6 separate regions of the Mus musculus genome follow, and regions 2, 3, 4, 5 and 6 are each linked to region 1. The links are chromatin contacts, called in public promoter capture Hi-C maps. All regions are on one chromosome and are shown on one strand. Each heading gives the region's core, a stretch centred on a gene start, on an enhancer-like site or on the middle of the called end of the contact. The rest is flanking DNA. Distances are from core to core; before and after follow the strand shown. Region 1 holds the start of Cdan1 (congenital dyserythropoietic anemia, type I (human)). Region 2 holds the start of Ndufaf1 (NADH:ubiquinone oxidoreductase complex assembly factor 1). Region 3 holds the start of Nusap1 (nucleolar and spindle associated protein 1). Region 4 holds the start of Exd1 (exonuclease 3'-5' domain containing 1). Region 5 holds the start of Ctdspl2 (CTD (carboxy-terminal domain, RNA polymerase II, polypeptide A) small phosphatase like 2). Region 6 holds the start of Chac1 (ChaC, cation transport regulator 1).

Region 1 (4,741 bases), core at 1,891-4,390:
TGGAACAAAAAGAACCCCTATTCACTTAGAGGAAAATATGGGTAAAATATATATGTTTTCAGGTAAGTTCTTCCTCTTGGGAGAGGATTTGCATCAGAAAATTAGTGACAAATTCATCTCTTGGTTTCACAATATCTCAAGATGCTAAATAGCAAAGATTTACTGAGTCATGATTTCAGTATTTGCTCCTATATAAGTACTAATAAACATGACAGCTAAGGCAAGTTCAAGGTGATGAGATGATTTCCTATACTGGGCTCAATCCTTGGTTTTAAGGAGCCCTTAACAAAAGTCCTTTCATTGCCCTTAAAATGTAACAAGTTTCTGCCTTCTCTAATTGGAGGTGATAGTATCTACACTGTAGGCTCAAGGTGATGCTGACCACATCTCCTGGTACCTTCAACTAGAATTTCTAGACCAACAACAGTATGAATGACGCAGATCTCTGAGACTAATAGAATTACAGAATTTGCTAATAACGTTATTTTACATTAACAGTGGGATTTATCTCTTGATAATTTAAAATTATTTTGTACTGTATACATGATTATTCACCTAAACCAAGTTTTTATGTAGACTATTCTTGCCATATGATACTTTTTAAAACTCCCATAAAACATAATTGAAAACATCAAAAATTCACTTGTATCAAAGTTGGAATGTGCCAGGTGTTTTTTGCTCACTTACAGTAGTAAACAAGGCTATACAGAGTTTGGGCTGTGATTTATTATTTTAGGGAGTTTGCTGAGAAGAAACCTTAAGACTTTATTCAAAACAGTTTGGTTTGGTTTGATTTTTTGAGATGGGGGTTTTTTCAGTGTAGCCCTGAGCTGGAACTTGCTCTGTAGATTAGGCTGGCCTTAAACTCCAGACCTACCTACCTCTGCCTCCAGAGTGCTGAGATAAAAAGGTGTGAGCCACCATGCCTGGCTAAAAACAGTTTTATTAAACTATAAATCAATGAAATTAGTTCTCTAAGATAATTAAGAAATTAAAATATAGGAAATAGATCTTCTTTTTAAGACAAAGGAAATGTAGCACTGGGCCACTCAGGACTTTGAAATTGGATTGGATTTCCTAGATTTTGGTGGTATATGCCTATAATCTCAACATTGAAGAGGTAAGGGCAGGAACAGGAGTTGAAGGTCATACATAATGAGCTGAATAATGAGTTCGAAGCTAACTTAGGCTCTATGAGACCCTGTCTCAAAATAGGGGGGAGGGGAAAGGCAGAAACAAAATCTTAGGTAAGAGAGATTGGATTGTTGGATTGGATGAGTAGACAGATCTGATGGCCTGGGCTCGAGCCACTTTGCTGTTCCCTGATGCACAGTTCTCATTCTCCTTTGACACCTTTCCTAAATGGCATCTATTTAATCAGATCATTTATTTACAGATTCCAAGTTTTTCAGAAAAGGAGGCACATCTCATTTTGTATTAGATATAATGAGTTCATAAATTATTACTGGCAAATGTTATCAAACTTAGTCATAACCCGAATTCTCTTACTGAACAAGAGAAATAAGTCAATGTTCTGCTGTCCTCCTCTTAATGAGATGCGAAATTGCTCTTTGAAGTTCTTTTCAATGTGTTACATTGTATCCTTTCTCCTTCAAGCATCTTCCCTTTATGTGTTTTTGCTCAGGCAACCATGGGCATAGAGTATTGAAAAACATGCAGTGCTTTTGTATAGGCCATCTGTACATAAAAGTGTAATTATTTATTTAATTTTCTCATTTGTACCATATTAAAGCTTTGTACAGTGTTTTAAGTTCTGTTTTAAAATTATTTTGTATTTTATTTTTATAATCTAGTAATAAAACATTCAGTCCGCATGCAAACTTTAGTGCTATTTGTGTGATGGTTTGGATTTCAAAAAGTGAAAACTATTTCCTAAACTACTAAAGTGTTACAGAAGTGACAGACAACCAAGAGAAGGCCATTTTGGCTAACTTAGACGCTAGGTGAACACCAGGGTTCAGGGGTCTGACGTGCGTGTTCAAGCTGACTTTGATATTCTTCTGTCTCTGCCTGCCAAGCACTGGGATTGCAAGCATCCACTAAATCCAGCACAGAATTAAGTTTTCAAAACTCCCTTTTCTTCTCCTTGGCAGTATGCTAGAGGGATTCCTGCTCCATCTACTGCCTATCACCAAGTGGTCTTCCTTTGAATGAGAGGAACACAGGGCCAATACACTGCTACTTTGTTTTGGAGGAAACTATAGATCCTATATCTTGATTTTTTTTTCTTTCCTTTTACTAAGGAGTATCATCCGAAAGCCTATTATATTTTTCAAAATAAGGGACCTGACAGGAAGTGTAGCCAGAGGGTTAACCAGCCAGTGTGTGTGGAGGAGGGTCGGGGGAGTGTGTCTAGGAATGCCATACTCTTCCAGAAGCTAATCATGAATCCTGACCTCTCAAGTAAAAGAAGTTGAGATATTCCCCTGCTGTAAACTCTTTAATACAATACGTAAGGGATTCAATACAAGTCTGATGGACATTTGATGATTTTATAACATGCCTCAGCATGAACTCTGTCCTCAATTGTCAGTTGATGAAAAAGTTGGCCAATGGTAAAGAGTCAGCCTTTTGAGTAAAAGAGGGGAAGGGGTGGGGAGCTAAGTAGGCCGGGCGCACCCCTTTAATCCCAGCACTCCGGAAGCAAAGGCAAGATAATCTATGAGGTCGAAGTCAGCCTGGTCTACAGAGTGGCCAGGCTATACAGAGAAATCATGTCTCAGAAAAAACAAAAAGGTCAAAACACAAGGTTACTCACTTTATTTTGGTTGAGGAGGGAGTGACTCAAAAAGCTCTACAGTCATGGTCTAAGGCTGTGCTTATGACAGGTGTCTGGTCTCATAGGCTGGTCTCTTAGAGTTGGTCACTTTTCCTGTCTGGTCCCTCTTTCAGACCCGGGTCTCCTCAGGCAGTTCATCTTATCACATTGCTCCAGGGGCCAGGAAATCAGAGAAAGGCGCCTCGCCGCCCTGCAGGCCTGGCTGGCTGGGCAGATCTTCCCGGGCCGCCAGAGCCCCACCCCTCAAGGACCCGCCCCGTCGTCCAACGGTCGATCCCGGTCGCCGGCTCCGCCCCTCCCGGCTGCCCGTGGCGCGAGTGCGCCTGCTCAGTAGCCTCAGAGCGCCTGCACAGGGATGGCGGCCGTTTTAGAGTCGCTGCTGCGCGAAGAGGTGCCGGTCGCAGCCGCCGTGCGGTGGATCGCGCGCAGCACCCCGAGTTCGGAGGTAACAGTGCGGACACGCCCTCAAGCCTGCCTGGAATGTGCTTCCCGCGGGGGATGATGCTTCAGTCCCTTCTCCCAGCCTGCCCTGCCTGACGGCCCGCGCCAAGGGCGCTCGCTCCTCTGCGCGCCGCTGCCGGGCCGCCCACCCTGCGGCCTCAGCCGCTGACGGCCCGCGCTGTCAGCTGACGCTCTCGCCCCGCGACCTCTGCTTCTTCCTCAGGATAGCTCCGAGGTGGCCGCTCTGAGCGCACTTCGGCCTCTGCGGAAGGAATTCGTGCCGTTCCTGCTGAACTTCCTGAGGGAGCAGAGCAGCCGGGTCCTCCCGCAGGGCCCCTCAACCCCCGCCAAGACCCCAGTCGCCTCGGCAGCCTTGCCAGCGAGGCAGGGGGCCCCGGCACGGGGTGGCCGTGGGGCGCGCAGCCAGCTTTTCCCTGCAGCCGAGCCCCTCAGCGCCGCCGCCGAGGCACCTCTGGCCCGCCGTGCGGGCCGCAGGCGGGGTCCGGGACCGGGGCCGTCCCGCGAACGAGGCGGTCGGGGCTCCGGGGCCGCGGAGGAGGGGGCGAGTGGCGAGAGCCCGCCTTGGGCCGGAGGCCGGAAGCCTAAGGGCTCAGGCAGCCCTGGCAGCCCCAGACTGTCGCTCTCTGATCCGCCAAACCTCAGCAACTTGGAGGAGTTCCCTCCCGTAGGCACCGTTCCTCCGGGCTCTGCAGGGTGAGAATCGGTCCTTATTGCAAGATGTTCGCTAAAGCCGAGCTTGGTGCCCCACAGTAGAGTGCGCGATGGTTAGAAGGTTGAGGGTGAAGAAACCACAATGGGGGAGGGTTTAAAAGGGGCCCAACTGTTATGGATGGAATGATGCTTGAAGATAGAAAATTGGAAAAAAACAAAAAACTGTGACTACTCTCAGCAGAACGAAGCCTTCTCGAAGGATCAACCCAACTCCGGTGAGCGAAGAGCGGTCACTGTCCAAGCCCAAGACCTGCTTCACCTCACCCCCAATCAGCTGTGTCCCCAGTTCCCAACCCTCAACCCTGGACACTAGCCCTTGGGGCCTTGGCCTTCCCCCAGGGTGCAGAAGTCTGCAAGAGGAGCGGGAGATGCTCAGGAAGGCGCGGTATGGCTTTGCCGCCACCTGGGATGTCAACTTCCTCCTTATGCGGGACTTGCAGGGATTTTTCCTGAACTTGATTTCTCCCTTCGGGATTCTGGGTTTGCTTCTTGGGCTGTTGATGTCTTCTCTGGCAGAACCTGAATGTGAATGTCGCTGGTAAAGCCAGGCTGATTAATCATGACATCTCCTCCTGTTCACATAGCACCAAGCAACTCCAGCAGTCACCTACCCCAGCCTCTCCCATCCCAGAATCGGGGTCTCCGGTTCCCAGCAGGACAGGAAACCTCACCGCAGAGCCTGCCGACCCGGCCAGAGTGTCTTCTCGACAGCGCCTGGAGCTGGTAGCCCTTATCTACTCCTCCTGCATTGCTGGTGAGTGAGCGCAA
Region 2 (4,226 bases), core at 1,261-3,760, 1.1 Mb after region 1:
ACCTGTTAAAATTTTCTGGACAATGCCAGCATTTGGATTTTTTAAAAATAAGTAAATTTCTTATTGACAGCAACTAAATGGTGTTTGTAGCATTTTTATCACACAGTAGATTCCATCCATTCACTATACTTTTCTAACTGAGTTGTCCTACATACAAGTACATGTTTTTAATGTTGTCAGTCTTGTGTGCTGTTCCTGTAAGTTTGCTATTAAAATACATTAAACTATTAAAAAAAGAAGAAGAAGAGCATTTCAAGCTGGGCATGGTGACACACGCCATTAATCCCAGCACTCAGGAGGCAGAGGCAGGTGGAATTCTGAGTTCAAGGCCAGCCTGGTCTACAAAGTGAGTCCCAGGACAGCCAGAGCTATACAGAGAAATCCTGTCTCAAAACAAAACAAAACAAAACAAAACAAAAAAAAAAACAAAAAAAAACAACAAAAAAAAAACAAACCAAAAAAAAAAACCCTAAGTATTTCAAGCTAACTTGTAATCTTGTATAGATTATAGCATGTAATCTATAAAAGACTTCAGTGGTCAGCTAACTTTCATGAAGCACAGCAGGCAAACAAATGGAGAAACTTCTGAGACATGGGTCTCCTTGAGGATAAGCGAAGCGTACCTCTGTACTCAGAGCCATTAGGACTGCTGCGGCAGGGGGAGGTACTCTACCATCAATCCTTATAACCTGAGTTCAAGCTTTTGAACACACTCTATGATTCCCCTAAGCAATCAATCCTAAAAATTAAAATACAATGATATTAGGTTTTTAAAATTTCTGGGTCACAACTTGTGCCCTGAGACATGTCCAGCCACCCATCCTCAATAAGCCATATTCCTTCCTAGAGTTGGCAGGCTCCTTTCACACAGGTTACAGCAGGGGAAAAGCAAGCCCAAGACATAGGCTACTTAACCATGTCTCCTTGACGCCTACCACCGAAGGAATAGCAGAGTTGCATCTCCCTGTCTCTGTAGTACCTAACTGAGTTAAGGTTAGGTTCTCTAAACCATTGAGTTCTCTCTCCACTGCAATGGTCACAGTTCCTCTATTTAGCAATAATATGATAACATTGTTCAACAAACAAAGCCGAACAACAAAACCAATCCTGAACAGAAACTGCACCAATGATTGAAAAGAACCCCAAATTGCTCAAAAGAGTCCAAAGATAAACAGGAAAGCAAAACCCGATGCATACGGATGAGAGAAACGTACTAAAGGTCCTATTTTTCTCAAGAATCCACAACAAAGCCCCAAGTTGATTTTCTGCTTCACCAAGTAGAGGTAAAAAGCAGCTGATGAGGGTTCGAAAGATGGGTCCGTGATTAAGAACACTTTCAGGGTTTGGTTCTCCGCATTCACATGGTGCCTACAATTTTAAGTTCATAGGTTCTGATACCTTCAGGCCCCCGAGGGAACAAAGTACACATGTTGCACTTACATATGTGCAGGAACCAGCCTAACAAAAATAAAGATACTCTAAAGAGACATTTTGTGTCTCTCAATCTATCAGATTATTTCAATAACGAACCTCAAAGAAATGGGAGCTTCCCAAGGAATCTTAAGTAGGAAAAGGAAAAAGCAAAAACCAACCAACCAACCAACCCCCCAAATTGTCTCTGGGAAACAGATTTTCACAGTTCTTATAAGAAAAATTAGGCGAAGAGACAGACTCAAAAGGCTGAGACTGTTTTATTGGAAGAGTGAGGGGCCTCAACCTTTCTATGGGATGAAAGTTGAACGTGATTAGAGGGACTGTGGTGCTCCCCCCCGCCCTCTCTCTCACACACACACATACACACACACACACACACCTTTATACCTATATACCTATACTTAGATAGCTACCAGGAAATTATGGCCTGGAACTCCCAGAGATACAAATACCCCTGCTTCCCCAGAGCTGGAATAAAGGTATGGACTACCATGTCAGGCTTACTTTTACTTCTTAATTTGGCTCTTTTAACTGGCCTACTGAGGATGGGTGATTGGGGCTGACTTGGGACACAGGTTGTGAACCCCAAGTTGGAAAACATTTTAATCGAAGTGTGCACAAGCTCTGTTGTGTGGATTACATAGGGGCACGACTGAGGAAAGCCAGGATTGATAGCTATCTAGGTGTACAGTGGCTCTCCAAAGGCAGTTAAGTGGCTTTCTAAAGTCACGCAGCAGACAGTTCTCAAGGGACTACAGGGAAGAAGAGGCCCAAGCGGCCAGGCATCTAGAAGTGAAGAGGCGATAGCAGTGCAGAGATCCTGTTTAAAAGAGGATTGGTATTTACATACGGGGGCGGGGTACAAGAAGCTGAGCGAAGAGCTGGCTCACAAATGACAGGACATTTCAGAAAGCGACCCCGCTGGGGAATTTTGAGGACCTGAAGCCTCCGGTTGTCTTACGCTTTAGGATACTTTCCGTTACTCTTGAACTATCTGAAGCTCTTGTTTACTGTACACCTAGTTTGATGTCGGACAGGAAAAGTAGCGGGACCACAACCGGAAGCGTGGCGAACCGGGCGAGAAAAGTAGAAGGACTATTCGGGGGAAGCCGAATGTGGGGTCTGAGAAGGTGAGCGGAACCTTCTCATAGGTGGGAACTGCAGGGACGAGGAGGTCGGGAAGAGTCCTGGCGGGTGAGGTGAGGGTCGAGGGGCTGCCACTCCTCGGGAGCGCCTAGCTTCAGGAGGCTGGGACGTGACCAACCCCGCGCCTGCCGAGAGGTGAACGCCTGGTCTTCAGAGTGAGTTTGGTCTCTGGTGTGTGACCTCGAATAATTATTTAATTGTGGAATCTCCTTTTTTTTAGTCTTTGTAATTGGAATAATACTAGAAGTACCTGTCTCAGGGTCAGGATTATCGTGAGAAGTCAGTAAAAACACACGGAGAATAGTTGCTGGCACATGGGAAGCCCTAGGTTGAACAGTCGTTTCTGTACTCAGTAGTACAGTCATACTGCTAGGAGCGGTGTGAATATCTTATTAAAAACTCACAGTTAGCTTCGGACCGACGTCACCCGGTTACTGAGTTTGACCGAGTTTCTTGTAAGAAATTATTAAACAAAACACGAAGTTGTAGTATTGTTAGAAAAGTAATAAGACGTCTGAATGTTTGGAAAACAGGGTTAAATAATGTTATTTATAATCCCACCATTTTACCTTCTTACTTATTTAAGTCCTTTTCCTTATCAAAATTTTTTGTCTTTTTATAATTTTGCTTTCTTTTTTTTCTTCGAAAAGGGGTCACATAATGTCCACCTTACCCTTGAACTTTCTACATTTCAGAAGATGACCTTAAATTCCTGATCCTTGTTTCCCTACTTCCCAAGTGCTGGGTTTTGTAGGGTGCACCCAAATCTTACCGGGACTTTGATATTTAAAAAGTGTTCTCCATGAGCTGATGGGCCATCACCTGGGAGTCGAGGCAGGAGGATCAGGAGTTCAAGACCAACCTGTGTCAAATGGGACCCTTATCAAAAAGAAGAAAAAGTACAGCATATATTTGGGCATGGTAACAAATGTCTGTAATCTTAACACTTAGGTTGAGGAAGGAGACTTTGATTCAAGGCCTGTGTCTACTTTATTAGAAGCCCATTTTATCAAAACTGCCAGATGATTTAAAGGGACTATAAAGTTTAAGAAGCCCCTTGTTAGAGGGAATTATATAGGCATGTAAACCCTCACGCTTGTGACAGAGATAAAGGATTATGAAGCTGTTGGTTCAACAAATAATAAGTTTTCAGGATACTGAGCTTCATACTGGGACCTGGACGTACAACATTGAATAGTCAACCATTAAGATACTTTCAGTGGGGGGGTGGGGGGGCTGGAGAGATGGCTCAGCGGGTAAAATATATGATAAATATATTTTATGGTAAAATAAATAATTTTTAAAAACACAAGGAAAATCTGCTTTAAAGTTGACACAGCCTCTCAAGGTAGCTTGTGGCACACGTGAATTATTTGGGGTCGATCATCAGCTCTGTGAAGCTAAGGCTGCATTTCTCATCATGGCAGTTTTGTTTAGTGACAGGTCTCTTGTAGGCCAAGTGGCCTTGAACTCGCTATGTAGCTGAAGATGACTTTAAACTCCTGATTGTCCTGCCTTTGTCTTCCAAGTGCTAGGGTTACAGGCATGTGTCACCAAATTTCACTATATTGGTACTTTTCTTTTTTGGTTTTTCTTTTTTCTTTTTTTTTAATATTTATTATTTATTATATGTAAGTACACGGTAG
Region 3 (4,296 bases), core at 298-2,797, 1.1 Mb after region 1:
GAGCCATTAAGCACTAAACTCAGAAACATTTCTAAGTACTCTTCAGTGCCGTTCAGCCAGATAAAAGGTGTACCTATGGCCACATTATTCTATTTAAACCATTTAAAAACATTTATGACAACTAATTAGAGATTTAGTGCAAATAGCAGTTTGCTGTACAAATCTCTGGTATATACATGTGGGCAAGCTTCAATATAGCAAGTCCAATCTCACAATGAATCCCCACATTTTCTCTGAACACCTTGCAAACTCAGAATTCAAAGACCTTATCGGTTTTGAAAAAGACCACCATCACAATAGTGATTAATGTATGGACAATCATACTAGATCACGGTGGACAGGCATCCCATTAAAGGTTCACGAGAGTGAAGGTAGTGTCATAGTTTACTGAACAGTAAGTAGAGTTTTTCAGAAGAAGTCGTTTAAAGTAGTTTTTCTTCAACTGCCTAATAACTGGCATGGAAATTACACTGATTACGTCCTATGGGCCTTCGTTTCCCATTTGGTACCAGGAAGTATTAGCATTTCCATTAAGAAGTCTTTATAAGAGCTGGGCAGTGGTGGCGCATGCCTTTAATCCCAGCACTTGGGAGGCAGAGGCAGGTGGATTTCCGAGTTTGAGGCCAGCCTGGTCTACAGAGTGAGTTCCAGGACAGCCAGGGCTACACAGAGAAGCCCTGTCTTGAAAAACCAAAACCAAACCAAACCAAAAAACAAAAAGTCTTTATAAGTTCTCCAAATATAATAAAAAAAGCCTCCAACTAGAGTAACAGCCTCGGCTTTTCTTTCGTTTAACAAATTCCAGTCACTGTGAACAAAACCTACCTACTCCTCCCAAAATAACGTCCCTCGGGGGTTTCCTCTCAGTCACTTCGCGCCCTGTCCCCCAAATCCCTGGTCTCTTCTACCCCGCCCACCCAACTGCCCGCACCGCCAGCCAGCACGGTACCTTCATGTTAGCCCGGAGGCCCAGCCTTTTGGCTAAATTTTGCAGGTCGCTGTACTTAAAGGAGTCCAGCTCCTCTGCAGAGGGGACGGTCATCGCGTTCTGCAATCTCGGTGATTCCCAGAAAAACAGCCACACAACTCAAAACAGAGCGGCTCAAAACTGGCGCCACCCAAGACGTTGACAAGCCGACTTATATATGGAGTTTAAATTAAGACTGCTGTAAGTTCATTGGTTGAACTGCCTCGAGGGTGGGGTTTCCGATGCGGGCCAGTAGCGTGATTGGCTGAAGACCGCTATTCCGCAAACTATACCAATATGCTGGCGCTGAGCGTATTGAGAGCGTGTCTTTCAGGAACATTGTCCAATGAAGACGCAGGGAGACAGGTGGGCGGGACTTGGAGCGTGCGAGAAAGAGGCGCGCGCTTCAAAGAAATATGGCGACTCTCTCGCGCCGCAGTCTTCGCTTCTTGGAGACCCAGTCACGTCGTGACTCTTGTGATACACCTTTTTCTCTTACCTCCTCCATGGAGTGGGACACTCAGGTGGTGGAAGGGTTCTCCCCTCTCGGGTCCTCCGAGTCTAAGGTGAAGGCGTCACCTGTCGACCTGCGGCTGCCTGCGTGGTTGGAGCCGGAGAGATGTGCCGTGTTTCATTGCGCGCGGTGCTACGCGGTGCTCGGCGACACCCTGCACCTCGCCTGGGACCTGTCGCGGTCCCTCGGCGCCCTGGCCTTCTCCAGTGAGTGAGGCGAGGGTAGTTTGTGAGGAAGATAGACCAGAGGCAGATGAGGAATGGGGGACAGTACTGCCCAGGGGAGGGAGGGGTTTGTTTTGTTTTCCCGAGTTGGGCTTCAAACCCAGGCCGTCGCCTGAGCTAACCCAGCGCCCTTGGCTGAGCCCCACCCATTTTGTTAAGTTTTATGGGCAGATGAATCTGCTGGCAGGTATTTCTTCTCAAAACCGTTTTGTCTTCCAGAAGTCACAAACAACGTCGTTTTGTTAGAGCCCTTTTTGGTTGGCATAGAAGGTTTTCTCAAGTCCAGGTACGTGTGGAGAATTCCTGAGGTGGCGCTCTCTATATATTTCCCGATTTAATGACAGTGAAGAGTATGTAACTGTTGTAAACAAGAAAGAAACTTTGTCTTGTGACATGTTTACGCTCTCCATAGAGTATGTTTGAGTTGTAAACTCTTTACCGGTTTGAATCATATAAACATGGCATTGGTGAAAGTTAAAGTTGGATGTAGGTTTTAAGGTCTGTGAGAGAACTAGGACTATTAGTTATTAGTTATTAGTTATTAGTTATAATTTCTCAGGGTTGGTAGCAAATACCTTTACCCACCGAGTCATTTCACTGGCCCTGAAGTGACATTTTTGATATAGTTACAAATTATTTTACTTTTGATATTGGTAATAAAGGTCTTTCCTTGAATTTACAATTCTGCCTCTGCCTGCAAGTGCTGGGATCACAAGCATGGGAACCTGCACCCAACCTCTTTTTTTTGTTTTTTTTGTTTTTGAGACAGGGTTTCTCTGTATAGTCCTGGCTGTCTTGGCACTCACTTTGTAGACCAGGCTGGACTTGAACTCAGAAATCTGCCTGCCTCTGCCTCCCAAGTGCTGGGATTAAAGGCATGCGCCACCACCGCCTGGCCAACCTCTTTTTTAAAAAGCCTGATTAAAAGTTTTAATTATAAGCCTGGCGGTGGTAGCACATACTTTTAATCCCAGGACTAGGGAGGCAGAGGCAGGAGGATCTCTGTGAATGCAGGGACAGCCTGGTCTACAGAGCTAGTTCCAGGACAGCTAAGGCTACACAAAGAAATCCTGTCTGAAAAACCAAACAAACAAAAATTTAATTACAGATTTGGAGATGTGCTATAGCTCAGAAGTACAATGTTTGCCTATATCAAGAAAAATGCATGCAAGAATAGAGTTAGATTTCTGTTCCAAGTTATAATCTAAAAACAGTTTTATCACATTTATTTGTTTGTTTATTTATTTATTGTGTGTAGTCACATACCGAGATGCACACATGAAGGTGAGACTATACCTTTGAGGGGTTCAGGCCCAGGATCACACTTGGGTTGCCAAGCTTGGCTGCAGGCACCATTCCCTGCTAAGCTATGAATCTAGGCCTGACTTCCTCACTGTGTTCCTCTGCTTGTGTGCATTCTGACTGAGGTAAATGGTCACGTTTACTAGTAACCTTGTGGTCTTGAAATACCTTTTTTACTGTCTTTGAACTCAGTAATTGATTATTAGTTTATATTGTATGTGGCACAACACTTACTGTAAATTATTTCAAAAAGTCTTTATGGATTACAATCTATTGGTACTTAAAGCATTGGCCAGGCATGGTGGTGACTTTAATCCCAGCACTCAAGAAAATGAGTGAGAGTAGAGAAAAATCTTTATTCTACTCCACTGCCTGATATTATGTCCTGTTGTCTTCCAGACTGACAGACTATTATAATGAATACAAGTTAAAATTTAATTGACATTGTTCTATATAAGGAAATGGTGAAACAATTGTATTTGTTTATATATTAGAACTGCCTTAAGTCCTTCAGTGTTCATGATCCAGTGTCCCAGCAAGCTACATGATGCTACCTCTAAGGAAGTAAAAAAAAAAAAACCAAACATCTTTTTTTTTTTTTTTAAAGATTTATTTATTTATTTATTATATGTAAGTACACTGTAGCTGTCTTCCGACAGTCCAGAAGAGGAAGCCAGATCTCGTTACGGGTGGTTGTGAGCCACCATGTGGTTGCTGGGATTTGAACTCCGGACCTTCGGAAGAGCAGTCGGGTGCTCTTACCCGCTGAGCCATCTCACCAGCCCCAAAACCCAAACATCTTAAGGACAGTAGTAAATTTCTTTATGAGGTAGGGAGCCATGAACTACACAAGTGGTCAGAGGCAGTACCAAACTTAGTTTTGAGGGGTTTTTGTTTTGAAGGTTTTTTGTTGGGTTTTTTTTTTGTTTGTTTTTTGGTTTTTTTTGTCATAAATTATGTTCTTTGTTTTTGTTTCTTTGAAACAAGAGTCTTCTATGGCCCACTTGAGAGCCAGTGAACTTGATGAAGTCTATCCAGGTGCTTCAAATGACTTCCTCCTGCCAGTGCTTCTGAGTGTTAGTGCCACTGTAGATCCTACCACTAGACCTGATGAGGGCAGTTATTGTTATATTTATTCTAGCTTTTCATTATTTTATATTCTGCTTCTTTCCTTTCCCACCAGCACATACAACCTTTTATTCTGTAATTCCTGTGGGACTCCTGTTGGTTTCCATTTATATTCTACCCATGCTGCTATGGCTGCCTTGAGAGGCCATTTCTGCCTTTCT
Region 4 (4,855 bases), core at 2,041-4,540, 1.2 Mb after region 1:
AAAAAAAAAAAAAAAAAAAAAAAATCAAAAAATAAAAAATAAAACCCCTGGAAATTAAAAAAAAAAAAAAAAAAAAAAGAATGGTTAGCAACTACATGACAATAATACCAGCAGCATGCTAAGGACCTTTTTTCATTTCTCAGGGTAAGAAGTCTAAAAAGTAAGTTATTATTACTAATTCTGTTTTATATATGATGAAAGTTGTGTTCTTACTCAGAATTACTTTTCCTAGTATTTAGTGGCTAAGTATTAAATTGCAGCTCCATTGGCCTTGTGTGTACACACTCACACACACACAGTTTTTTTTTTAAAGATGTTTCTATGTGTAGCCCTGGCTGTCCTGGAACTTGCTCTGTAGACCAGGCTGGCCTTGAACTCAAGAAATCTGCCTGCCTCTGCCTCCCTAATACTAGGATCACAGGCATTTTAGGAGTGTTGCACACATCTTTAGTCCCTGTCCTTTTGAGGCTGAAGTAATAGGATCTCATTTGAAGTCAGTCTGGGCTTATCAAAAGAGGAGAAAAAAAGAAGAGGAGGAAGAAAAGGAGGATGAAGAAAAGAAGAAGGAAAAAGAAGGAGAAGGAGGAAGAGGAGGAGAAGAAATCGGGTGGAAGGAAGATGGAGAGGAGGTGGGGGAGGGGAAAGAGGAGGAAGAGGAGGAGGAGGGAAGGGAGGAGAGGGGAAAGGGGAGGGGGAGGAAGAAGAGGAGGAGGAGAAGGAGGAGAAGGAGAAGAAGAAACAAATCTCTGCTACCTAGAGATTTGATGGGTCCTACTTAAATACACTGATGGCTCAATTCCTAAGGTAGAGGAATGGCATTGTAGCTAAGTAGGGTGTAACAGTTGCTGAAAGCCACCGAAACACTCTATGTTAATTTATCAAAAATTAATCCATTCATGCATCAAAACCCAATTCCTATACCCTACAAAGCCAGCTCATAGACTCTCTTCCCTAAATTCTGAAGGTGGATGCTGTACGTTTTTAGCTTCCTTATGCCCTGATGCTAATCACAACTTGTCTCTGGCTTATCTCCCTGGCCAGGTTGTGGGTGTCTTGTTACCATCTGCTCTCAATGTCTAGCATAGTATTAAACAGGCACTGGGAAAACTCACTTTTTGTTTCATTAGGTTTTCCCAATCAATATATACAGTGGTTTTGCTGGGAATTTAGGGTATCTTTGTCATATTTGAGTTACTGTTGGGTAACCAGGATAATAGTTCTTACATGATCACTTAGGTTTGTCCATGAGTCACAAGGAAAAACAACTCAGTCCTACACCCAGGACTAATGAAATTGGAATGACATCACTGTCCCATTCATTCTGAAAAGAAAACAGCTTTTCCTCAATTAAGCATGGTGGCTCATACTTATATTCCCAGCACTTGGGGGGGCTGAAGCAAGAGGACTGTCATGAGTTTGAAACCAGCCTGGGCTATGTAGTGAATTTTTCTGTTTGTCTTGTTTTGTGTTGTATTTTGTTTTTCATGACAGAGTTTCCCTCTGTAGCCCTAGCTATCTTGGAGCCTGTTATGTAGATCAGGCTGATCTCAAATTCTGCTCCCTTTGGAGTGTTGGGATTAAAGGTATGGACACCACCAGGCCCAGTTTATGTAGTGAATTCTAAGCAAGTCTGGGCTACAAGGTAAGATCTTGTATCAAAAAACAAAAGAAAACAAAACAATAGCTTGCTCCATACTCACTATACTTCCCCATGACGTGACTCTGGGCTTTAAACATAATCAGAGAGAAGTCATTACATTTACAAGTAGGGTCAGAGGTAAAAGCTTGCTAAATCCAACTGTGTGCATTTTTACTCATGGAATCCTTAAGCGTGACTGGCCAAACTCTATAAAAAGCTAAGTATTCTCTGTCATTCACTCAAAATTGGCCACATATTAGTAAGGGATTAAAAGCAAAGCAACCTGACAGGGGGTGGGGCTAGACCACATCTCTTTCAACCTGAATACTCTAGAAAGTTTAACTTGTCAGACAGCCAGAACAACTTGTCATTTACCCAAGGACTCATTCCTGGAGAATTCCGTAGTTCCCTGTACTCCTTGGCACGATCTGCCACTGGGTTATTTGCTCACATTATCATCAAAGACAGGTACCATGAAGACATGGCTTACGAAAATCAAAGAGAGCCGCAAAGGATCACTGAGAAAGCATTGTAGCCATACAATTGTATCATACACTACCAAGGGCCTTTCAAAGGTATGGAGGTGTTTTCTGTGCTTCTCAATTCCCAAAGCCCTGTTGCTCCTTTGTTCAGGTTAACAAGGAAGAAACTAGAGTATGTATGTTTCTGGTACAAATTCACAGATTTTGGAGTACATCCAATTTCAATATCAATTGCATAAAGTACAGCAACACAGCAGATATCAATATATATAAAAATAGGACAAATGTCTTCACTGTGTCTTTAAACCTTGACCACTATACCCGTGGCTTTTCTCCAACGATTCAGATTTAAAAGCCTCACTCGGGTTTTTGGACTCTTGATTGCTTAGAGGTCTTCAGTTCCTGGTCACAAGCCTTTCTCTATGATCTTCTTTGTTGAGTTTTTCCCTGTGTGTGATTTTAGTAGTTTTAGCTCTTGCTCAGAAACCTCATTAGGATGTATAACGTTTTCTCCAGGAACCATTCACATTTCCTGGATTTGCTTCTACTTTATCTACTGTTCAGGATGCTTCTGTAGGAGGAACCATAAGGAAGAAAATTCGCGGACCTTCACGGGCAAGAGTGGAGTGGTGGTGTCTGTGCTCGAGATTCCGGGCTTTTGAGCAAGACAGCACCGGAGGAACCACATCCCGGCTCCAAGAAGCTACAGATGAACGTACAGGTATTCTAGCCTTCGGTTACCCAAAGCACCGGAGGCTGCATGGGACCATCCCAACAAAGTCACCGCACCCCAGATCAAGCCCTCAGCGACGACCGCTGTCAGTACTGAGGCCAGCCGAAGGCGCCGGGCCGCCTTCCCACCCCCAACCCGAACTCACAGCCAGTCTCCTTCTTGATCTCCTCGAGCTCTTCGTCCCGCAATAACGTGGAGGCCCGAGACCCCATCACCGTGACGGGAGCTCCTCCGGGAGCGGCAGCGCCAGAAGCAGCAGCGGCAGAAGGGAAGGAGGGAGGGAAGGGCCAGGGGTCAAGAAGGGAGAGGGCACTGTTTCTCTTGCGGCCCGGGGAGAGAAACAAGGGGTGGAGCGCGGGGGAGGGCGGCCCGACACCAGCCAATCGGGAGCGAGGCCGCGCCCTGCGCAGGCGCTAACGTCAAAGCTTGGCTCTCGAGCCCGGAATGAATCAGCCCGGAGGCTGCGGGAGTCCGAAGGGAAGCAGGCCCCGCCCCGCGGAACCAGGGCAGCCGCCGGACTTAAAGCGGCGATACCGCTGTGGCGCTAGGGACTGCACTTAAAAGGGCAGTGCGGTCTCGCCACTGTGTTCGAACAAACCAGAGGCAAACTCACTAGGGTAGCCAGCAGGTTTTTCACAGGACTCAGGTACCAGGAGTCCCACCCTACAGGTGACGGAGACTCAGGAGAGAAACCAAACCCACGAAACGAGGGACAAAACCCTAAGGTGGATCCCCAGAGTAGTGCAGTGCACTCTTTCTTGCTCGCTCTCCATCTCTCTGTATCTCTCTATCTCTTTTTCTCCCTCCTTTCTCCTCTCCTCTCCTCTCACTCTCACTCCCCTGGTCCTAAGAATAGGGAGTCCACAGCCACTGTGGCCCAGCACGCCTAGAGACTGCATCTTTCCTGCGCTCCTCCCCCCGGCCGCAGGGGGCGCTGAGAGCCGCCTGGGGTTTGCATGGCTCCTGGCAGCATCTTTTCTGCTCTCTCTACCCCGGCCGCAGGGGGCGCTGGGAATGGGCTCGAGGCTGCGCGCTGATTGGCTCCTCCGGAAAGAGGCAAGTAATTCACCCGGAGGGCGAGGGCGTGGTCGGCTCTGCGGCTTCAGTGGCTGGCGTTGAGAACTTTTTTGCGTCAAAGCTGTGCCGGGATAACTCCCAGAATTTTTTTTTTTTTTAACAGTAGTCCCTCGTTAGTTTAAGGAACTCACCATTTGACTAGAATTAAGGTCGGAATTTCTCAAACTCCTTTGCTGTGGGGACAGAGGACCCTGAAGGTGAGAAAGATTGTGACCGAGCACGGTTTATTTATTTGGATTTTTTCTTGTCTTAAAAATTAGGATTTTTAAGCCTGGCCAAGACTAGTCAGGGCTTTTCTGGAAAAGAGAATCATTTCTCCACTTCTAGAAAGGGTTTTACAGGCTCAGGCTGTCCTGAGCATAAACTCCTAATTCTCCCATGAGTGGCAAATCTTTAAACAGGATTTCCCAATATTGCCTAGGCTGGGCTCAACTTGCATCTTTCCTGCTTTCACCTAACAACTGCTGGCTTACGGTTTAAAAATCCGAATTTTTTTTCTTTTTGGTTTTTCGAGACAGGGTTTCTCTGTGTAGCCCTGGCTGATCTGGAACTCAGTATGTACATCAGGCTGGTCTTTAAGTTAACAGAGATCCACCTGCCTCTGCCTTCCAAGAGCTGGGATCAAAGCCAGGTGCATTTTATTCTTCTGGTATTTTGTTTGTGCTGATGAAAAAGCTGAAAGCTGCATGTTAGTGTACACCCTCTCAAGTGAAGCCTTAGTTTTCCTGTAGCTTCACGAGTCTGATCCCTTCACTCCTTGGTTTAGAACCAGCTTACTACCTAGATATCGTAGCACCTTTCTCAACTCACCTTAGACTACTAGCTTCAAAGTTACTCGGGCTGAGTCCTGCAAGGCCTCCCTGCCCACTAAATTTCTAGTCTGACTCAGTTGTTTTCCTAATTATCCCTGGTTAACTTACCCAT
Region 5 (4,741 bases), core at 807-3,306, 1.2 Mb before region 1:
CAGTGAGGCCCAGGTCACTCCTAAATCTACTTCATATAAGAGCTATGTTTACCTTGACTTTCTTTATGACCTTGGGCTAAGTCTTTCAAATAAAAACTATAATGTTTGCATGTGCCTGCTTATTACTGAAATTTAATCCTAACATGTGAACAGCAAGTGAAGTACTTTAGGCTGCACCTATGAAGCAGAAGGCTACTGAGTGAGAAACATTAACTAATATGTAATATAAGCCATGTTTTAATCTTCCGTTTTATTCCAGGGGAGAAAACACCTATAATGCCCCAAACTCGACATGACCAAACCATTGAAAAAAAATTGAGAAACTCTATTAAAAAAAGAAAAATCAAAACAAAAGCCAGTAAAAACTAGCTTCCACATGCCATGTCACTGCTTTTATAGAGATAATTGCTGGACCACAAACACAAATGTGTAGCTTGGCATTTCATGAATCAAAGTAACAGGCAATCTACAATCTAAAACATGTAGATAAGCCTATCATTTCAAGGCACTAATTTGTATATGGATGTAACCGTAATCTTGGTATTGTCTTAGTAGCATGAGAAAGATAACACTCCCTGCCTTGCCTTGGAGTAGCATCTAAGAATACTCATGTCAGGAGCTTAGGGTAGTTTCCTGGCAGTATCTCAGTAGGTTTCTCCGAGGTACTCTGAGAGTGCCTAACGTCATTCACACATCCAGCTACCACTAGGGCGAGAAGTAAATAAACACTATTTATTTATGCAATTATTTATCACAGAATCCTGGTCAAGAACGCAAAGGTAAACTCATACGGACTTACCCAACGTAAACAACATGCTAAATAGAATTAAGATTCACCCTTAACTAACCACTACGGAAATCAGAGGCCTCCTACACACGCTGGTTTTTACTACCACACTTGACTTTAAAAAGTAGTAATGTCAACTCAACATTTTAGCAGTACAGAAAACGACAGAAGCTCCAAGAACCTCTTTCCAGATTCTCAAAGGATGTCTGTAAGAGCTCAAGTAGAGAGAGCAACGCCCCCCTAATGCACCCTACAAGAATGAAATACCAAAAACATTACGTGGGCCCACAAGAAGGTTCGAAAAGGCAATCTAACTTAATTAGCTATCGGGTCCACGGGGTCAGAGACTGGGAACGTGAGATGGGGTTGGGGGTGGGTAGCAAAGTGAAATCTAACCCCAGAAATCACAACACAGGCCGCAGCCTAAGAGCTGAAGCTGGCGGGAAGTGAGCTCCCTGGCCGTTCCCTGGGGAAAGTCCAAGCCAGAGCAGCTTCCACGACAGTGGACGTACAAGGCGCCAACAGTGCATGCCTACGGACGTTGCTGGAACCGCTGAGGGCTCGGCTAGAGAAGGGGAGGAGATCCCGGCAGACGGCCCTGAGAGAGGACTGAGCTTCGGAGCAACGGCAGCGTCTGGACCAAGGGAATTACCTTCACTGTGACGACAGAAAAGTGTCTTCGGGCTCCGGCGATGGTCCCGACTGCGCAATAGGTGGTGTCTTTCCCGCTTATCCCTCAGCAGCAACAGAACCAGCTCCTTCAGCCAGTCGCCATTTCCCGCCTACCGACCTGCTGCACCGCACGGACAGGGACCCGGATGGAAAGCGGCCTCCCTGCGCAGGCGCTCTGGCTCCCTCCTCCCCCGCCCGCCCCGATCCGGAGAGGCGGGAGGGAAGGAATGCGGGAGGCCTGGGCGGCAGCGGGGGAGGGGAAACCAACTTTTACTACCGTGAAGAGGCTGAAGTTTCTGCCGCCTTAGGGAACTCACCAGAGCGAATTCCTGACCAAAAGAAAAACAAGAAACAACAACAACAAAAAACAATGAAAAAAAAATGAGCTTAGGGCCCGAGGAGTTAGACTGGACTCAGCCTCCGATGGGGCTCGGAGCGTGGGGGACGTTTGTACTTCGGGGGCCTCCGTAGCGGGCTGCGGGGTGGTCGCAGGGGGAGTAGGGAGGAAAGCGTTAGCAGCGGAGGCGGGGACGCCGGGGGCGGTTTTCCCTCCCGCCGCTAACGGAACCGCCTAGAGCCGGGCGACAAGGAGAGCGCGCCCTGGCCTGGGAGGCGGGGTTTAAGAACGCGCCGCGCACCCAGCGGCCAGGGTTAGCGACTAGGCGGCGGTGGGTGGAGCCGGCGGGAAGGGGCGGTGCTAACGGCTTGGCGCGCTGGAGCGGGAGCCAGTGCCTTGCGCTCCCGATGGCCAGACCCAGCCTGGTCCCGGTGCTTTCGGAGGTTCGCGGAGTGTCCCCGAGGTTCTCTTCCTAGGTCACTTTGCTAGCGGGAGCCCCTGTTGCCCTTGGACCTATGAAGGAGACTCTTAACCCTTCCCTTCCTCGCGATGTGGGCAGTGATCCTGTACGCTTAAAACTCGAGTCTTTCAAATGGGTTTTCACACACGACTGTGGGCTCCATCTAGAATCTGGATGATTCTTAATCTTCTTGATGCTGAAACGCTTTTAATAGAGTTCCTCATGTATGATGACCCCACCAACCATAAAATTATCTTTGTTGTTACTTCATGGCTGTAATTTTGCTAGTGTCATGAATCGGAATGCAAATATGTTTTCCCATGATCTTATTCAACCTGTGGTTTGACCTCTTAAGGGTTGCAACCCACAAGTTGAGAAACACTGGTCTAGATAGCACTTTTGACTGAAATTCCAAGCTGATCTCATTATTCTATAAGAAATGCTGATTGAGACAGGAGAGGCTTGGACGCCAGTCTGAAGAGAACAATCCTAGGGTTTGCAGAAAAGAGCTTGATCCACGAGTTCGGAAGTCCTGATTCCTGCCTGTCAGCTCTTCTACTTCAGTCCTGAGCACAGTCAACATGCCTAGGGGTCAAAAGAGTAAGAGCCGCTCCCGTGCTAAACGACAGCAGTCACGCAGGGAGGTTCAAGTAGTTCAGCCCACTGCAGAGGAAGCAGGGTCTTCTCCTGTTGACCTGAGTGCTGGGTCCAGCTTCCCTGGTGGTTCTGCTCCTCAGGGTGTGAAAAACCCTGGATCTTTTGGTGCAGGTGTATCCTGCACAGGCTCTGGTATAGGTGGTAGAAATGCTACTGTCCTGCCTGATACAAAAAGTTCAGATGGCACCCAGGCAGGGACTTCCATTCAGCACACACTGAAAGATCCTATCATGAGGAAGGCTAGTGTGCTGATAGAATTCCTGCTAGATAAATTTAAGATGAAAGAAGCAGTTACAAGAAGTGAAATGCTGGCAGTAGTTAACAAGAAGTATAAGGAGCAATTCCCTGAGATCCTCAGGAGAACTTCTGCACGCCTAGAATTGGTCTTTGGTCTTGAGTTGAAGGAAATTGATCCCAGCACTCATTCCTATTTGCTGGTGGGCAAACTGGGTCTTTCCACTGAGGGAAGTTTGAGTAGTAACTGGGGGTTGCCTAGGACAGGTCTCCTAATGTCTGTCCTAGGTGTGATCTTCATGAAGGGTAACCGTGCCACTGAGCAAGAGGTCTGGCAATTTCTGCATGGAGTGGGGGTATATGCTGGGAAGAAGCACTTGATCTTTGGCGAGCCTGAGGAGTTTATAAGAGATGTAGTGCAGGAAAATTACCTGGAGTACCGCCAGGTACCTGGCAGTGATCCCCCAAGCTATGAGTTCCTGTGGGGACCCAGAGCCCATGCTGAAACAACCAAGATGAAAGTCCTGAAAGTTTTAGCTAAAGTCAATGGCACAGTCCCTAGTGCCTTCCCTAATCTCTACCAGTTGGCTCTTAGAGATCAGGCAGGAGGGGTGCCAAGAAGTAGAGTTCAAGGCAAGGGTGTTCATTCCAAGGCCCCATCCCAAAAGTCCTCTAATGTGTAGTTGAGTCTGTTCTGTTGTGTTTGAAAAACAGTCAGGGTCCTAATCAGTAGAGAGTTCATAGCCTACCAGAACCAGCATGCATCCATTCTTGGCCTGTTATACATTAGTAGAATGGAGGCTATTTTTGTTACTTTTCTAATGTTTGTTTAACTAAACAGTGCTTTGTGCCATGCTTTTTGTTAACTGCATACAGAAGTAACTGTCACTTGTCAGGTTAGGACTTGTTTTGTTATTTGCAACAAACTGGAAAACATTAGTTTTTACTAAAACATTGTGTAACATTGCATTGGAGAAGGGATTGTCATGGCAATGTGATATCATACAGTGGTGAAACAACAGTGAAGTGGGAAAGTTTATATTGTTAGTTTTGAAAATTTTATGAGTGTGATTGCTGTATACTTTTTTCTTTTTTGTATAATGCTAAGTGAAATAAAGTTGGATTTGATGACTTTACTCAAAAAAAAATGCTGATTGAAAACGTGCCGTTTTTAAAAGGATATAACTGAATTAGGAAAAATAGCCACTGCGTTCCCAGTTGACACTCCACCAAAGAAGACAGGGGTAAGACTGCATTATAGACGTGAAGTAATACGCGTAGTAGGATAGCATGTGATTATGCCAGCGACGGGGTCTGGGGAGTTTTCATAAGACTTCCCTAAGTGAGACATAGATGGGGAGTTGATTTTGTAAAAGTGTTCTTACAAAAAGGAAACAAAGGAAAATCCCAAGACAGAATCATGTTGAGCCACTATCTGTAGAAAAAGAGGGAGGGGGGATGGCCAGATAATAGCAGGTGAGGCAGAAAGGTAGACGTAGAAGCGTAGAGTGCTCTTGTAAATATTGTTTCTCCTTCAAATGTGGTGCAGGTGGGTTGTCAAGATCCTGTCAGAGCTGAGTCCTTTTGCCATTTA
Region 6 (4,846 bases), core at 50-2,549, 1.4 Mb after region 1:
ATCCATCTTAATAAGACCCTCCCTCAAGTGATTCTCCAAGAAGCATGGAGTAAGCTAGCTACACTTCCACTCTCCCCACACAAGAGCTCTGACCCTCTGCACCCTGATACATCAGACCCCAGGATTCTCTTCTTGACTGCACACTTACCTCACGGTCTTCAAGGAGGGTCACCACTCGGCCAGGCTAGACAGGGAAGAAAGGTTTTGAAAAAGACAAATTAGATATTAGCACTTCCGAAAGGACTATGAATGAACCTTATTGACATGGGGGGCTTGCCTGTCATGCACAAGACCTTAGATTCAATCTCCAGCAACACACACACACACACACACACACACACACACACACACACACACACACACACCTTTAGTCCTGTTGTGACTTGAACCTGTAGTTCCAGCACTTCAGCACCAGAGAGAGAGATTTGTCACAAGTTTGAGGCCACATAGCAAGAAATAGGTAAGATGGAGGAGGGGGAAAAAGAGGGGGGAGAAGAGGAGGAGGAAAAGGAGGAGGAGGAGGAAGAGGAAGAGAAGAACAAGGAGGAAGAGGGAGAGGAAGAGAAGAGGAAGAGGAGGAAGAGGGAAAGGAAGAAGAGGAAGAGAAGGAAGAGGAGGAAAGAGTGCCAGCCTAAGCCCCAAGCCTGGGAGAGGACCTTTCATCGAGTGACATGGAGTGATGGGCAGATGTGGAAGAGACAAACAACGAGCGGCCCAGATTAGTAACCAGCACAAGAATCCACAGGTGCAATCACCAACCTGATTTCCAGGCACACAAATTTAAACCACAAACCAGGTTTACAATTTTCTCTTAGTTAGCCCAGGGTCCCTGCCACTCCAGGATACGAGTGCCCACTCTCCTGCCAACCCCACTCCACTCCTCTGGGCACAGAAGGATGCTCACCATCTTGTCGCTGCCCCTATGGAAGGTGTCTCCCTGCCAGAACCGTCGGCTATAGCCACGAACGAAGCCCACACGGCTGTCACTATAGGCAAAGTCCGGCTTCCACACTAGGGAGCCGTACCCGAAAATCCACAGGGCTTGGGGGTCGCCATCCCCCCAGGAAGGCTGCGCGGATGATGGTGCAGGGGACAGTGAAGGAGGCGGAGTGCTCTGGGATGCGGACTCCTGCTTCATGGTGCCGGGCGCAGGGACGGACCCGGGTGGCCTCCGAGACTGGTCTCCGGCACGGGCACGGAAGGACCGACGGACGCGTACACCTGGCCTGGCACCGATCGGTCGTTCCAGCTGAGTGGTCCCTCCAGAGGCGCTCTTTAAACCCTCCGGCCAGGAAGGCCCTCAGACTGCCTCCAGCTGTCCCTATGATTGGGGCGGGGCAAATCTCTTTCTGGCCAATCACCTTTAGATTTTGCTTCTCGGTTAACCGCGCCGCCCTCCGAGTGGGTACCAGAGCAGCCCGCCCCAGGGCCAACGCGCGTGCTGATTGGTTCGGCTCCTCCTCCCGTGGCAGACCTGGCAGGAGTGATGCAACGGCAGGGAAGGTTTCCCCAGAACTGGCATGCAGCAAGGGCGAGTCAGATTGCGTCAGGCTGCTGGCACCGGGAACGGGCCTTAGAATGGGCGCGGGCACCCGCCGTCTCCCGGGAAGGCCCTCTCAGTGGTCTAAACGGTGTCATCCCTGCAGTCCAGCCGGTGCACCTGGCAGAATCATTGCCGCCCAAAGCAGTGGCCAGTGCAGGGCACGACCAGTAGGAATACTTTGGGCGGCACGAATTCTTGCCTTTGGGGCCCCGCCTAAAAGCACGCACTGCAGAGAAGCTGTTTTGGACACCCTCCGCATTCCACTCTGGTGCCTCATACTGTTGCCCACGTGAACAGCTGGAGAAACTGAGTCACGGGGTGGTAAGGGGTTTTGCAAAGGCTGTAGTTGAGTCAGACTGGTTGGCACAAGCATGCAGGCCTCACGTGACGGCTACACCCGGGCCAAATGTGAGACCCCTGAGTTCAGGCGGGTTAGAAGAAAAGTCAAAACTAGACAGCCTTGGGCAGAGTAGTCACATTGAGGATGACTGTTAGTACCTGTGGTACAAAGCTACAAAGAGAAGAATGCCAGGCCACTTTCACCCCATGGGTACGGGTTTCATTCTCTCTAGCTTGAGATCTTGCAGCAGTGGGCAATTTACATAGGTACCAAAGTTTGGAGAAACGTTGGTTAAGGACAGCACAGAGGACTAAGGGCACCTGCAGCCTTTTCCCATAGCTTCTTGCCAGGCAGTGGGTATGGGCCCTGGCACTGACGTGGGCAACCAGGCACCAGCCATCTCCTTGGAAGTTCCTCTCTGCCTGAACCCTGCAAGAGTCACCATTGGGCTAGGTAGTGGTGTCACACTCCTTTAATCCCAGCACTTGGGAGGCAGAGGCAGGTAGGTGGATTTCTGAATTCCAGGCCAGCCTGGTCTATAGAGTGAGTTCCAGGACAGCCAGGGCTGCACAGAGAAACCCTGTCTCAAAAAATAGAGGGGAAAAAAAAAAAAAAACAGTCACCATTGGCAGGTCTCAGGATCTGTCTCCCCAAGAGCTCACCCTCTCTGGTGGAGCCAGTGCCACCCCAAACTGCAGGATGGAGGAGAGGTCGAGTTTTGCTTCCTAGGCAGCAGCAAGAGGCAGCCTCTCTGGGCATCTCTCATTGGGAAAGGGAAACAAAGAGCAGAAGGCCTTTCACTAGGGTGAACAAACAAGAGTGAGCTCCCTGGAAGTGGAAACTCAGTGAGTCTCCTTATTTAACTCAAAATTGTATGCACAGGGTAGATCCATCCCAAAAGAGATCCATCCCAAAAGTGTCTACACAATTGCCTCTCTCTCTCTCTCTCTCTCTCTCTCTCTCTCTCTCTCTCTCTTCCACTATCCTCTAGCTGGACTGACCTGGAATTACTATACATACATGCCTGAGATTCACAGAGAAACTCTCAAGCCTAGCATTCAGGAGGCCGAGGATAGAGACCTAGAGAATCGGGCCAGCATGGGCTACAAAGCAAAACCATGTCTCTAAATGAATAAATGTATGGATGAACGGAGTGGAAAGAAATACTCTTAAAAGTTGGAGGAACTTGTGTTTGTTTCGTTGGCGGGACTAGAACTCGAGTCCGCACACCGGTGTGCCTTATGCCTGATGTGTGTGCCTACCCCAGGCCTGGGCTCCCTGTGAGGCTCATGCACTACTTTTTTGTTTTGTTTTGTTTTGTTTTGTTTTGTTTTGTTTTGTTTTGTTTTGTTTTGTTTTGTTTTTCGAGACAGGGTTTTTCTGTGTAGCCCTGGCTGTCCTGGAACTCACTGTGTAGACCAGGCTGGCCTCGAACTCAGAAATCTGCCTGCCTCTGCCTGCCAAGTGCTGGGATTAAAGGCGTGTGACACCACGCCCGGCACATTCTACTTTTCTGAATGGAAAATTGTTGAGAAAAATGGTGGTATCTGGTAATTTTCCTGCTTGCCACCACTGTGCATGTTTATTCTCCCCTTTCTTTCCTTTCCACTCTGCGAGTCCCTCTTAGTACTGCCTTTCGGCCGGGTCTTACAAAGAATACCCCCTGAGAATCTTCCCTCATGCCTCAGGTGGGAGATGGAAAACTGATGCTCCTTTGAAGATATGAATCAGTAGGGAAAACAATCCTGTGACCCCCTCTTTCCACTCCAGGGAATTCTTCAAAATATGAACAGAAGCCATGCGCCTGAAATTTTAATGTTTGTTATTTATGGCAGCAAAAGCAAAGGAGGAAATACTTAAATACCTAAACACTGAGTAAGGTGTCAGTCCACATGATACAGAGTTGCACAAAGAAGCACAGAGAAAACAAGTTTCCAGGCATATATGATAACAAAGTCACTACACTTAACTAAATCTGTGAAGCTATTAGACACAGTTCTATATAGCTGTGCTTACTGGCATTGAAACACTAGCTATGGTGTATAATTACATGAAAAGCAGGTTGTAAAATAACCTAATATAATTTTTCAACTTAAAAAAAAAAGTCTGAGATGGAACTGAGTGGTTGAGTATTTGCCTAGCATGCGTGAAGCCTGGGCCTCATTCTCAGCTCTCAGAAAAGAAGCAGAGTATGTATGTGCGCTTATGTGCATGGAAGAATCTGGAAAAGCTCATTAAAATGCTCAGAGTGAGCACCTCCAAGTCTTTACATGGCCTGAGGACAGAATGGCAGGAAATTTGGACTTTGTCGTTTTATATTCTGGTAGGGATTTTAAAAAGAAAAGATAAGATATTTTTAAAAGAAGCTTAGATCTTCTGCCAAGGGTGATTGCCCACATCTGTAATCCCAGCACAGGGGAAAGCTGAGGCAGGAGGATCGTGGGTTTAGGGTCAGCCTGGGCTATATAGTGAGATCCTGTCTCAAAACAACAAGGCTATTTTTCCTTCATTTAAAATCAGTATGTATTAGGAAGATATTCTAGTAAAAATGCCGATGACTGCACAGTAAACCAAAAATGCAGGATACAGACAGTCAAGTGAGCAATGGTAAAACAACCAAAATCAACAGACAGGGTGTGATGGCTCAGGACCGGGAACCCCAGCACTGTGGAAGCTGAGGCAGGAGGCTTGCTACAAGTAGGAGGCTAGTCTTGGCTACATAGTGAGTTCCAAGTGAACCTACTCTACTGTGTGAAATCCCTTTGCAACAAACAAATAGTGGGCGTTGCAATTAAGAAATGTTTAATGGGATGATTGATCTTTGCTATATTTAACCTATTTCATGTGTACGTGGGTAGGTATATGCACTCAGCCATGGGTGACGATCACAGGGCAACTTTTGGGAGTCCCAGAGACTCCAATTTAGGTCATCAAGCTTGTGGCAAGCCCTTTTACCCACTAAT

The links. Promoter capture Hi-C pulls out the DNA fragments that hold promoters and counts their contacts.
Region 2: a contact with region 1 is called in a promoter capture Hi-C map of liver, with 5 times the contacts expected there. The contact joins the promoter of Ndufaf1 here to the promoter of Cdan1 in region 1. A contact is called at or near these places in 4 of 39 promoter capture datasets (the 3T3-L1 cell line, hippocampal neurons and liver), 2 of 484 Hi-C or Micro-C datasets (nephron progenitors and regulatory T cells) and 1 of 9 other capture datasets (liver).
Region 3: a contact with region 1 is called in a promoter capture Hi-C map of liver, with 5 times the contacts expected there. The contact joins the promoter of Nusap1 here to the promoter of Cdan1 in region 1. A contact is called at or near these places in 5 of 39 promoter capture datasets (the C10 cell line, hippocampal neurons, liver and 1 more), 1 of 115 datasets of contacts at active chromatin or transcription factors (astrocytes) and 1 of 9 other capture datasets (liver).
Region 4: a promoter capture Hi-C map of liver shows a contact between it and region 1, with 4 times the contacts expected there. The contact joins the promoter of Exd1 here to the promoter of Cdan1 in region 1. A contact is called at or near these places in 4 of 39 promoter capture datasets (hippocampal neurons, liver and pre-B cells), 2 of 115 datasets of contacts at active chromatin or transcription factors (astrocytes and pancreatic cancer cells) and 1 of 9 other capture datasets (adipose tissue).
Region 5: a contact with region 1 is called in a promoter capture Hi-C map of liver, with 2.6 times the contacts expected there. The contact joins the promoter of Ctdspl2 here to the promoter of Cdan1 in region 1. A contact is called at or near these places in 2 of 39 promoter capture datasets (liver and pre-B cells) and 1 of 115 datasets of contacts at active chromatin or transcription factors (astrocytes).
Region 6: a promoter capture Hi-C map of liver shows a contact between it and region 1, with 4 times the contacts expected there. The contact joins the promoter of Chac1 here to the promoter of Cdan1 in region 1. A contact is called at or near these places in 2 of 39 promoter capture datasets (both in liver).

Annotation. Positions count from the first base shown.
Region 1 is chr2:120,729,916-120,734,656 of GRCm38.p6, reverse strand. It overlaps Cdan1 (congenital dyserythropoietic anemia, type I (human)), which reads left to right and starts at 3,140. Exons shown (of 28, transcript NM_026891.2): 1 at 3,140-3,245; 2 at 3,465-3,955; 3 at 4,152-4,358; 4 at 4,558-4,727. The coding sequence starts at 3,156. Ttbk2 (tau tubulin kinase 2) reads left to right here. Exons shown (of 16, transcript NM_001024856.2): 16 at 1-1,841.
Region 2 is chr2:119,661,118-119,665,343 of GRCm38.p6, reverse strand. It overlaps Ndufaf1 (NADH:ubiquinone oxidoreductase complex assembly factor 1), which reads left to right and starts at 2,510. Exons shown (of 5, transcript NM_027175.4): 1 at 2,510-2,735. H3f3c (H3 histone, family 3C) reads left to right here. Exons shown (of 1, transcript NM_001370931.1): 1 at 1-228.
Region 3 is chr2:119,615,549-119,619,844 of GRCm38.p6, reverse strand. Nusap1 (nucleolar and spindle associated protein 1) reads right to left here and starts at 1,547. Exons shown (of 11, transcript NM_133851.3): 1 at 950-1,547. The coding sequence starts at 1,042. It overlaps Oip5 (Opa interacting protein 5), which reads left to right and starts at 1,340. Exons shown (of 6, transcript NM_001042653.1): 1 at 1,340-1,687; 2 at 1,925-1,991; 3 at 4,191-4,296. The coding sequence starts at 1,384.
Region 4 is chr2:119,546,062-119,550,916 of GRCm38.p6, reverse strand. Exd1 (exonuclease 3'-5' domain containing 1) reads left to right here and starts at 3,290. Exons shown (of 13, transcript NM_172857.2): 1 at 3,290-3,910; 2 at 4,035-4,128. Chp1 (calcineurin-like EF hand protein 1) reads right to left here and starts at 3,210. Exons shown (of 7, transcript NM_019769.3): 1 at 3,000-3,210. The coding sequence starts at 3,066.
Region 5 is chr2:121,953,316-121,958,056 of GRCm38.p6, reverse strand. It overlaps Ctdspl2 (CTD (carboxy-terminal domain, RNA polymerase II, polypeptide A) small phosphatase like 2), which reads right to left and starts at 2,056. Exons shown (of 13, transcript NM_212450.4): 1 at 1,440-2,056. It overlaps Mageb3 (melanoma antigen, family B, 3), which reads left to right and starts at 1,965. Exons shown (of 1, transcript NM_008545.2): 1 at 1,965-4,286. The coding sequence starts at 2,838. The coding sequence ends at 3,830.
Region 6 is chr2:119,347,695-119,352,540 of GRCm38.p6, reverse strand. Chac1 (ChaC, cation transport regulator 1) reads right to left here and starts at 1,299. Exons shown (of 3, transcript NM_026929.4): 1 at 905-1,299; 2 at 149-184. The coding sequence starts at 1,138.